Linked DNA regions of Bombyx mori: region 2 is linked to region 1. A link is a contact called in public Hi-C data. All regions are on one chromosome and are shown on one strand. The core of a region is the stretch at or near the end of the contact, and the rest is flanking DNA. Distances in the headings are between cores, read along the strand shown. Region 1 has its middle 32 kb from the start of LOC134200583. Region 2 overlaps LOC100529232 (amyloid precursor protein).

The links. A called contact is a pair of places that touch in the nucleus more often than the background predicts.
Region 2: a contact with region 1 is called in a Hi-C map of whole pupa, with 2.4 times the contacts expected there. The contact joins two enhancer-like sites. A contact is called at or near these places in 2 of 7 Hi-C or Micro-C datasets (posterior silk gland and whole pupa).

The regions. Positions count from the first base shown.
Region 1 is chr18:11,281,369-11,288,034 of ASM3026992v2, forward strand. No RefSeq gene overlaps it. Among protein-coding and RNA genes, the nearest start is that of LOC134200583, 32 kb to the left of the region's middle. Within about 2 kb of position 4,368, at least 7 of the 8 cell types and tissues checked have open chromatin away from gene starts, as enhancers often do.
Region 2 is chr18:11,533,147-11,539,201 of ASM3026992v2, forward strand. It overlaps LOC100529232 (amyloid precursor protein), which reads right to left. Exons shown (of 17, transcript XM_062673745.1): 17 at 5,625-6,055. Among protein-coding and RNA genes, the nearest start is that of LOC134200529, 35 kb to the right of the region's middle. Within about 2 kb of position 1,380, at least 8 of the 8 cell types and tissues checked have open chromatin away from gene starts, as enhancers often do.

The sequences.
Region 1 (6,666 bases), core at 3,118-5,617:
TTTTTAAATTTCTTGAAAACGGACTGGGTTAGTAATTTATTTATCCGAGAAAAATATATTTTAATGTAAGCTGTGACTGTAATGGTTCTTTTTTAAACAGCATTGACGTAATATCAAATCATGATAATACAAAACGAGAATTACACTAGCGACACCTAATAAATAGATCAGTTTGTCCATTTAAATAACGTGCTGTCCAACTAGTCTCACTAGGCCTTGTAACCCGAGCGCTAGAGGTGGGCGAGCAAAGGCTCAGCCAGATGGGGTGGGTTTTGCTAACAGCTGCCCGAGCGCCTCCAAAGGAGACCTAACAACTCAAGTGCAACTCCTTCGCAAATGAATCTACTACCGGATCGGAATCGAAACTAGATCAACGAATTATCCCGACTAATACTTCAGAGCTCTCCCTGTATTTCATTATAAATTAAAATGCTCTAATCAATACCGAGGACTACTATGGAGTTGCCAGTTTGTCGTTACGTTTATAAAATAGGATCGTTAAAAATAACACATCCTGTGAATGATAAGGGTTGACACGTACGAACCGTGAATAAGTCCAATTGTGCTCAAGTTCTCACTTAAAACTTTGCCTTTGTGGAAATTTATATTTGAAGATTTATAGATTATCACGATAAAGTCACTTGGTTTGTTGACGATGGTTTTTTAGTTGGCGCGAAATGAGGGTCTTTATTTAAGACGTTTGAGCCGGTTCTAATGTAGTTTTCATTTTTTATTATTATCTCAAGACACAAATCAGCATGCCTTTTGAGAGTGGACATTTCGAACTTATTTGGATATTACCAATTCTAAATGAATAGCTTCGTTCTTATTAGTATGAGCGTTCAATACAAACGTAATATCCATATCCATATTTGTGTCGTTTTATTGCTTTGAGATAGTCCACTAATTTGTACCTTAATAAAAAACCACAGAGCGCCGTCTGTTTGCAGAGAACATTACCTCGTATCATCCATTCCGTTGAACTCCCTTCATCCGTGTTTCCGAACAACGTTTTAGTAAACGCTGTAAAGTAGATTTTTAGATCGCTTTTTTTTTAAATATCATTCATTGTCAGCAATTACTGAAGCAACCGGTCTTCGTTTTTAGAAATTTTCACCTTTTGTGTATAGAAACAAAGTACATTTTGAAGTATCAAAATAAATCTGAATCGTGTAAGGTGAAATAAACAATCTATGTGTATCCTATTCATCCTTATTATATCCATTGGATCTAATAAAAATAATGTTCCGAATTGTTCTGCGATAAAGTACAATTAGGGCATTAACTACAAATTTTTTAATATTTCAATGAAACGTGGCAAGATTATACTTTTCGTATTCCTTATCCGATAAAATAAAATATAAAGCGTGTCTTGTTAGCGTAGCTTGTAATTAGGATGGTTAAGTGGAGTTCGTCTTATTACGTATCTCATAAAGTAAACGACAGAACACTGCGGAAAACACTGAGGAAGTTTCTGGAATTATTGTCTTCTTGTTACTGTTTTCATTTTCAACCAATTATGTGGGGCTAGCTCATTGAGTTTCTCGTCGGATCTTATTAGTGGATCAGGTTTCCGATCCGATGGTAGATTCAGCAAAGCATTGCCCTTGCTAGGGCAGATGTGAGCAAATTCTTCCAGACTGAGTTCTGTACGCTCGCCTACCAGTCAAGGTGAAGCCAGATTATCTTCTGTAGGCTACTATCAGATAGGTTGGCAAAACGCGTAGTAAAGTTTGCACAGCCATACATATTTACAAGCTTCTTTCTAAAGCTATCGAAGAAGGAAGTTAAGTCATCTATATATTAATAGGTGAAGCAAAAACTTTGTACCCCTTTTTACGAAAATTGCGCGGACGGAGGAGTATGAAATTTCCCTGCACTTATAGAGAATACAGATAAGGTAGAGAGTGCAGAACGAATTTTTTTTACTATGTATAAATAATACATTAAATCAATAAATAAAACATTACACACACAACATGTATGCGAAACACCTACACACGCATATATACTCTTTTGTTATTCTTTGTATTTAATTTTATTTGTCTATAGTTTGTAGCCTTGCCAAAATTTGTGATCATAGAAGTAAAGTCTTTGACAATAGAACCATAATCATGTTCAAGCTTATTATTTCAATGAATTATAGTCGAATTTCGACTACAGAGCGACCACTAGTTATAAGTTAATATTGGGGGTAGTAATATGTCGTAAATCAGCATTAGATAATTGCCCAATATATTTAAGGATTTTCTGTCTCGAATTACAAGGATGCAGCCTAACGGCTATCCTATCACAGCCTGCCGTTTTCTTTGGCGATCCATTAAGAATATCTGGTTTAGGAGAAAAAACATTAATATTTAGACAGCGATTGTAGTTTGCATTACAAAAATCAGTAAAACGATAAAATTAATTCATTTATCATCATTAGCCACTGTGCAGATTTGTAAAATAGGTGTCATACGTTAAGTTAACAAGGCTAATCAGCATCCGGAAATGTGATCGTGGTTCATAGGACGTTCATTTGAAACTTTTGCTTCCTCCGAATAATACCAGTTCCGAAATCTAAACGATGATGCCTAAATAACCTAGAAATCAACTGACCGGAATAGCGATGTCGTGTGACGCGGTGGATACCAGTCAGCTGTAGACTGCGGGCTCATACTAAAATAACAACCTCTCTTCTTTTTCTCCACTTTATCCCACTAGGTGGGTTCGGCACAGCTAATTTTTCTCTTCCATTCTCTTCTATCAGCCGTCATCTCAACACTCACTCCTCTTTCTCTCATATCGTCATTCACACACTCCATCCATGTCTTCTTCGGTCGACCTCTTCCCCCTCTACCTTGCACTACCATTTCCATACATCTCCTAGTCACATGCATTTTCTCTCTACGCATCACATGTCCATACCTCGCTAACCGTCCGCTCTTAATTTGTTGCTTACCGGGGCCACTTTCACACTTCCTCTGATATACTCATTCTTTATCTTGTCCATTCTTGTCACTCCACACATCCATCTCAACATTCGCATCTCTTTCATGCTTTACTTTACTTTACTTAAAATAACAACCAATTATAATAAAACCATTCCCGTCAGCTTACTTTAACAAAGATTATTCCCATAATTGTTAGAGTATTTTATTTTTATCAGGACATCACAACGTTGTCATACTATTATCACTAACTCAAAATATGTTTCATAGAGCAAAAAAAGGCCATAGACCTATATAGTAGGGACACGACATATTGTTTTTTATTTATTGGAATTCACTGGAAAAAAATTTATATATTTAAAAATAAAATCTTATTCTTTTTCCTTTAAATTTTTTTTCCCTCACACGAACACCTTTCAGTATGAATGCGTGATAAATTCTGACAATATCGCTATGATGTAGCACGCATACATATTTTATTTCGTGTGAAACACATCTTTACTATTCCTCGTGACTGCAGAATGTTCCAACTTGTCTCCGGATTTGTTGACAACCAGATACACTTACCACGAAACGTATTTCTACATATAAATCCCAACGTAACATGAGCCACCCCACCTCCTGCGACTTCAAAGAGCCACTTAGATTACACGGTTGCTTATAGCATTTGAAGGGTCTCTTGTTTTTGGTCAAATGAGTAACAGACCGTAAGATTTTACGAAAATTAACTTTAAGGGCACTTCAATCTAAACCGTTGGGAGATTAGGATTTTCATATAAGCGTTTGCGTTAGCCCCACGGTCATTTAAATGATTCTTCTGATTAATGCTCTGTTCAATACAGCTTATAAGTAATTTCACAGTGTGCTGCTGTAAATGTTATTCGAATTATTGTATTTGATACCTTTTGGTATATTTTATTCATTACTACTCTAATAAACTACTCTAAAAAAGTAGCCTAAGTTACTCCTTATATTATCAGCTACCTATCAGTGAAAGTCCCTCCAAAATCGCCCCAGCCGTTCCAGAGATTAGCCGGAACAAACAAACAGACAGAAAGACAAACAAAATTAAAAAAAAAATGTTATTTTGGTATATGTACTGTGTATACATACTTACGTATCTAGTAAAAAGTGGTTATTTTATTATTACAAACAGACACTCCAAATTACTTTCTTTGTATGTATAGATTTACTTGCTACTTCTGATACTAATAGTGATTATAATTAATTAACGTTTATTTTCACGTAACACCGCGGCGTCGATTTACTGTAGAACAAAATTTCAGATAATTTAACTAAAATATATTATAGAAGTAGGCAGTGTAGACATGTCTGATAATATATTTTATTCACGTAACATTTCATTGGTGTTAAATAAAATATCTTTTGTGTTTAGTTATGTGATTGATCAATAGATGGCGTTAAGCGACACTAGGTGTAATACTTCGATTGGCACATAACAGTAAACCGAACAGCTGTTACAGTTGCTAAGTGCAGTAGACCCCGAGTCACTGCGTATTTTTTATAATTAAACAAAACAGTATTGCTTATTCTATTTTAAAGTACGCAAATTTATTCTTGTTTATCATTTTATCGCTCATGTTTGCTCGGAAGGACGGAAAGAAAGTGTTTTTTAATGAGGTCAATAGATAAATTAATTTGCGTCTGTCACAAACATAATGAGATCAATGCACTTAACCTTAAAATAGCACCAAAAACGAAAGTAAAACAATTTGCCGCAATTGTGATTCGTAACTTTGAAACGAAGCATACGATCGGTTGTGTGATTCAGTGGAATGGAACTAAACCAGTTTGCGTGATATGAATTCATAGGTTATTGTCGAATTTGGTCGGTCGCATTCGGTGCTCTAGCCGTTACCGATTGAAGTTCCAAGCGACCCGACGATTATGGCTTCGAATTGTGATCGCATTGTTTTCAAATATTTCGGTTTATTTTGGTTGTGTACCTTAGACTAACTGAACTGTTAAAAGAGTCGTAGAACGTATTTTTAATTAAATATTACATTTAATGGACGTCAATGCATTGTTTTTTTTTAAATCATAGGTGTTAATTTTAATGGAGTTTTACAGTATTCTTTTTTGGTTTTGTAGTAACATAATATTAAAAAGAAAGATCGAGGAACTGCTAGCAAATAGTCTTTGCAGTATGCTTGCAATCTTCGAAGACTCGAAGAAATTATATATGGAGTCAGATAATGAATGTGCAATGTTTTAAGTTGCTAACATAGATTTTAGGTAAAACTAACAATATGTATGGTTGTTACTGAAATAAAGATTTATTATTATTATTACTAATATAATGGAACAATTTTAATCATGTCCTCTTTTTCTGTCCCTCTGCTTATTACAACTGTTTGACACGATAAGTATTTATTGGCGTAATCTAGAAGACGAAGATGAATTATCATGATTTGAGATTTTAAAGAAAATCACTTTTTACTATTATGTTTTTAATCTCAAGATCGTTCGTCAAAAACTGCAGTTTTTATTCGTCATAGGTAGGTATTTTTGTTTTCACAATTCTACATATTTCTGTTAGTCTGTGGATATTTCTGACAACATTTAAAAAAAACCATAGATAAGTGGCTTTTGTTTCGAGCAAGCGAGTCTTTTGTTGCTCTATGAAACATAATAATATTTTGAGTTTGTGATAATCGTATGACAACGTTGTCATGTGCCGATAAAAATAGAGTACTCCTAACAATTATGAAAATAATCTTTGTTAAAGTAAGCTGACGGGAATGGTTTTATTATAATTGGTTGTTATTTTAGTATGAGCCCGCAGTATACAGCTGATGAGCTGACTGGTATCCACCGCGTCACACGACATCGCTATTCCGGTCAGTTGATTTCTAGGTTAGCTAGGCATCATCGTTTAGATTTCGGGACCGGTATTATTGTACTGCGTCTATAAAAACTAAATGAATATTATTTGTAATGTACATTACTTTGCTTGATTTTAGCAAGGTAAATAGTGCTTATTCTTTTACATATTTTTTTTTTATTGCTTAGATGCTATTTTTTTTTATTGTTTACATACATCCAAATATGAAAATATCGCAAGCATTTGGCTAACTCAAGAAATTCAACTGGTTTTATTATTCAATTTCAGACTTAGGTTCTGTCATAAAAATGTTCGTTCAACCAAGAAATGAACTACGTTTAAACTTTACGAAGGAATATTTTTGATTTTCCAATACAGATTTAGGCAACTCTTAATTAAATAAATAAATGTTGCACAAGTAATTATTTGTCTGCGATATTAATTTATCGATTATTTTTTAAAATCTCTACTTTAGTTTTTTTGTAAAAAGGGTTGTAATTGCAAAAAGTCTCTTACAGTAGCAGTGTGACCAACTTCCTTAATATTTCTAACGTAAACAGCCATGCGCATAACTTCGAAGAACGAATACGATTCCGCTTACCCGTAAATGTGTCTATTTGATTTTGTATTTAATATGAGTAAGTTTGCAATAATTTTAATAAGTTTGAATTCAAAATAAGCCCTATTACTTAAATGAATGGAAACTTCAGAATTGACTCGGTGATGCAGTGGTTAGCGGCCCTGACTGTTACGCCGAGGGTCGCGGGTTCGATTCCCACATCGGGCAAACATTCGTTTGAGGAACAGCTTTATTTGCTCTTTGTCTGGGTGTTTATTATCTATGTGTGTATATATTGTTACGCCGGTAAGAGTAACGCCCTCTATCGC
Region 2 (6,055 bases), core at 130-2,629, 250 kb after region 1:
CATGTCTGAGCGAGGTTTGATCGCAACACGCGTTAGTTAAAAGCTATTTTTATTAGCATAGATAAACGCGCCAACTGCTTGTTTAATGACAGCCGGTATCCCTAATGCATTGAGATATTAAGTTGATATCTCTAGTGAATTAAATAAATACTAAATACCGAAATACGAATAAATCTTTTTAACAGAGATACACCTTTAAAACAAGAACGGATTATTTGTTCGCCAAAACGAATGTAAGTGGTTAATTTGAATGTTATGTTTTAATTCCCATGATAGCTATCTAAGCGGACAAAGGTGTATTTTAATCATCGAAGGGTCAAGGACAATGTCAACGCATTATGCCACGAAATGAATATAGTAGATACGTGTAAAGAAAAAACCCTTTATTATTTAAAACTCATTAATTTTTAAAAAAGGATTTTTCCCTTTGTGTCTTTCAGCGAAGTCTGTGATTCAGTAAAAAGAAAGTATAGTTTGTTTAAAATATTAATTTTATTAGATTAAGGGCTTTAAATGTTGTTTTCTTATTAAACATATAACATAAAACGTAGTCAAGCATTTTATTGTTAATTCATTCTGAAGTACCCAATATCATTACATAAATAACATCGCATCGATTGATTAAGTTAATCAATACCAACGCATTGCATTAAAAACTGATTGCACATATTGTCGTACGAAAATAGTTCTTAAGCGTAATTTTCAATCAGAACACATTCGACTTTTATCTATCGGTTTAGGTTTTACGTTATCTATTTATCGATATGCATACGTATGTAATACGCAATCGTATCGCTCATACTACAGTTGCCTAATCACTCTACAGCTCATGTGTTTTCTATTTAGTTATATCATGCCGCTCAATAGATTGTAACCTTTTATTCTTTTTGTCTATATAAAACTATGAAAAATGTATTACGTTAAAAGGCATTCGTAAACTAAACCTGCTACTTGTTCTATATTAGAATGAATAGTCTAGTTATTTGATTAATATCATGACACTGTAATTTCAATAGAGCCAAATTGTAAATGGATATTTAAAGTATATAGGATAAGTATTTTATCACAGATCGCATCTACACATCAAATTCAGTAATACTTCTATTCATAATAATCATATTACGAAAACAAAACGAATTAATTAATAGGTACACAACTGAAATAAGTATACTTGAGTGCGAGTAGGTACTCGGCATGTTGAATATTTCTCTTTGTTTAGAATACGGGAAACGCACAGTAACAACCCAAAGAGATTACTTTCGTTTATTACGGACATTTTCTATCGCTCGCACGCCTACAGAAAATAACGTCGCGGTTAACTATGAATTAGTGCCAGTACGAACAATGTTTAGAGATGATTGACCGCGTGGCACTATGAATATGTTAATTGCAAATTAATGGGATGGGACGTTCGGGCGTTTTGTCGACCTAATGCCATCTATTAACCGGATCAGTAAAATAAATTCTAAAACAGCGACATCTAGCGATCAAGTTATGAATCATTTGAGGTGTTTCAATTTGAAACCAACAAACATTGCACCGCAAAGTAGATAGATGTCGCTATTTTAAATTTTTTAAATGACAGAAGTCTGTAATCTGAAACCATTGAAAAAAAATCTATAACTTTGAATTTAAAATTAATTTTATTCGAGAATTATGAATTGACGTTATTAATCGTAAATGCAGTGGTTAATTTTCACTGGTGGTAGGACCTCTTGGGAGTCCGCACGGGTAGGTACCACCACCCCGCCTATTTCCGCCGTGAAGCAGTAATGCGTTTCGGTTCGAAACTGAGACCTTAGAACTTATATCTCAAGGTGGGTGGCGCATTTACGTTGTAGATGTCTATGTGCTCCAGTAACCACTTAATACCAGGTGGGCTCTGAGCTCGTCCACCCATCTAAGCAATAAAAAAAAGTCTTTTTTTTTATTGCCCTTGTAGGCAGACGAGCATGTGTGGTTACCGTCGCCCATGGACGTCAGTAATGCAAGAGGCAGAGCCAAGCCGCTGCCTACCGTTAAGAATCCTCTAAGGTCCTCAGAACGTTTGAATAGAGATATGACATAGAGTATTAGATTAATATTAATTTTTAATCTAACCATATAAATCGCAGTGTTTACTACGTTCAATTGTTTTAGACTCAACAATTTTATTATACTTTTTAAAATAAAAAAAACGGATATTCCCCCAGCCTACTGAGTTTCTGGCAGGATCTTCTCAGTGGGTCGCGTTTCCGATCCGGTGGTAGATTCCGCGAAGCACTGCTCTTGCTAGGGCCAGTGTTAGCAACACCCCGGGTTTGAGCCTCGTGAGCTCACCTACTAACTCCAAATCTAGAATAGCCCCTCGAGGTTACTAGAATAGACATGGAAAAAAAACGGATATTCCTATTATCAATTGTCTTTAAACAAAAAGGAGGAGATTTTCAATTCAGGTTGAATAAGTTTTTAAGTCAATTCATTCTAGACCCATACAGAAATCTACCCTCGTGACTCGATTACAATTTGAGCTAATTCCAAAACCCGATACTACAACGTAGGATTTAAATGTGTGAAAATGAATCATTAATAATGCACATAATGTATTTATTAGTACGAAATTTGTTTACGGGATATTGTCAAAATTTATGGAATCTAATAGTATCACACTATAAAGAATGGTGTATAATACAACGTAATGTGAAGCATTTGCATTCGACCCTCTCAATAATTGATCCTCAAAGTAGGGTGCGCCGCTTGGGAGGGTTGCTTCCTAATAATATAAGTATACAGCGCGTTTCTGAACATTGTATAGAATAGTTTCTAAAGCTAACATGACAATTAATTAGTGTGATTTTTGAAAATGATTTAAGACTCTATTAAAACTAATTATATAGTTTGATAACGCCTTTGTTATTTTCGTTTAATTATTTTCGATATTTATGTTTGTAACACTTTTTAAATTTCGTTAAGATGGACGAATAAGGTGATGTTTATGATTATTTTTTTATATTGTGCCAACTGCCTGTTATCGTGATAGATATAGAGAGACAGATAGATATAGATAGGAAAGATAAGTCGAAGCCCCAAGTAGAACAAGCGAACAGAACTAAAGATACATATATTAAATAAACAGATAGAAAAAAAGATACAAAAAAAACCCTAGATAAGTATTTCAAACTAAATATAAACAAATTAAAAAGTATTTTGAATGTGATTTGAATATAATGAATATGTGTCAATCACAGTTCGAAACAACAAGTCTTGTGTTAGTACCTTATGGTAATTTTCTACCCCAGTCCAGGGTATCTAATGTCACTAGTCTAAATCCAATACTGTCCGTAACCACTTAACAAAAAGTAAGCCGTGAGTTCGGTCATACATCTAAGCTATATTGGCTGAACGTGAAGTTTGTTAACTTTAGTAACCAGTAAGACCGAACTGTAAATTCAATCAAATTCGTTTATAATTATTTGAAACTATCATCGAAAACTGAAACATACGCACCATCTATAGTAGGTGTTCTAGCTTGTAGTTAAGTACCTATAGATACGGCATCGAAACCGACCCCATGGAAAGTTTTTTTTTCGTATGTATGCTGATAGCCTTGAGAGGCTATATCAGCGTTACCCTAGCGTGTAGGTGAGCTCTCGAGGCTCAAACCAGAGATGTTGCTAACACGAGCCCTAGCAAGAGCAGTGCTTCGCAGAATTTACCTCCGAATCAGAAACGCGACCCACTGAGAAGATCATGCGAGAAACTCAGTGGGCTGTGTCTCTGGGTTAATCAAGTTAAGTAGTCAGCGAGGGCAGAACGTAATCCGAATAGTCTAAGAGACGGTGACTGGCTACTTACGGTACCTACTTAGAAAAATACTATTTTCCATTTAGTCTCCTCTAACTTCCGCATTCAAAACAGGTCCTGCTAGTCTAACGAAGGCTTCCTATTTCGGAGAGATAAAAAAAAAAGATAAAATAAGATAATAAAAAATTGATTGAAAAATTTTAAGATAAAATAATAAAAAAATTACTTAGTTCCTACGAATAAATAAATATTTATTCGTAGCTTAGTTCAAAGTGTTCGCAGTGACTAGGCGGCTGCCAATTGAATATTTTTATTATTCTCAATGAAAGTATTCAACGTTAGACAGATACATAGGCGGCACTGAAAATTTCGGGAATTAACGAAGTGACACAATATTACTATTTAAAAATTTATTTATTGCTTTTCGAAGTATTCTCCGCGAAATTTGACACATTTTTCCATACGATGGAACCAATCATTGAAGCAACCATTCCATTCGGAAGTTGGGGTCTCCAAAATGGCCGTTTTGTAGGCGTCCACAGCTTCTTCAGGTGATGAAAATCTCTGTCCACGCAATTTATTCTTTATTTTAGGGAAAGTATAGAAATCATTAGGGCTTAGGTCGGGGCTGTACGGCGGATGGTCTAATAATTCTATGTTTTCTTGCTCTAAAAACTCTTTTGTTCTGTGCGCGGTGTGAGAACTCGCATTGTCGTGATGGAGGATGATGCGGCGGTTGTCGTTCTCTTTACGGAGTTCAGAAACGACCTGTGGCAAACAAATGCTAGCATACCATTCTGCATTAACCGTTCTTTGCCCCTCAAGAGGAATAGTCGTAACATGGCCGGTTTTGGAGACAAACGTGGCCACCATTTTTTTGCAACACTCCGTGAACGAACAATTTTTGTTGGCTTTAACTCATTTTAGAACACCCAAACTCGTGACTGGTTTTTTGTTTCGGGTTCGTACGCGTATATCCAGGATTCGTCACCTGATACAATGTTGTATACAGCATTTGAGGATCCTGCGTGGAATCTTTCGAGAGTTCTGACGCACCAAGTAACGCGAGCCGCTTTTTGCTCTTCGCAGAGCGAATGCGGTATCCATCGGGAAAACAACTTTTTTACACCTAATTGTTCATGCAAGATTATTTGTATTTGACTCATGCCAACGTCTAAAGTTACCTGAATTTCGCGGTATGTCACATGTCGATCTTCCTCAATCAGCTTACGCACAGCATCAGCGTTTTCTTGGGTGACTGCAGTTTTTGGACGACCTTGACGGGGATCATCACTTAGCTTGACACGTCCACGTTGAAACTCAGCAAACCAGCGATAAATTGTGGTTTTGGATGGGGCTTCATCACCAAATGCAGAAATCATCCGGTCAACACACTATTTTTGTGTTAAACCACTTCGAAAGTCATAATAAATCATCGCTCTTGAATTTTCTCGAGTCAATTCCATTTTCTCAACGACTAAACAAGTTTGACAAAACCTCGTGACAAGACCGAGAATCTTTTTTTAAATAAATAAATGGTATTCGATTTTTAAAACCAAAGAGTTTTCAATTAAAAATATTTTAATATGACAGGAACAGTGGAAATATTCCATTCCCGATACTTTTAGTGCAGCCCTCGTATAATAGTTGTGTAACTATGGTAGATACTTTTGAAAGATACAAAAATAGGGCCCGTTTTGACAAAACTGATGCTTGAATTGGCTCTTAACAATAATGCTATTATTGTTATTTATTGTTTAATGTAAAAGAAACTGTGTTAATGAGAAAATGAGGATATTAGTCGAAACATGTAGCGTCAGACGCCAATAACAAGACCAATATTTTTAAATGTCTATTTATTGATTCAATTTGAACTTCGAACTCACAATAAATGCAGCAGAAGGAAAACAAAAAAAATTCAAACAATTATTATACAATGATTAATAATTATAATTTAAGTACATGACAATACTGACCGGGAAAAGTACAGAACTTAGGTTATTAAATCTTCAAACATCGATAAGTGGATTAATATTACATCAAGATCAATCAAAAGTTCATTATCTTCTAAACCGACGTGAGATAGCTGATTTTGAGCAAAAGTTTTGTTAAAAAAATAAATGGTCGGCTTGTTATTATTGATATTAAAAATACAGAGTGGATATTTGATGTGGAATAAACTTACAGATATAGTGAGTTTCTTATTTAAATGCTGTATGATAAGCTACGGGCTGACGTTTGATTACGCCTTTCTTGTTACGATTACACCATC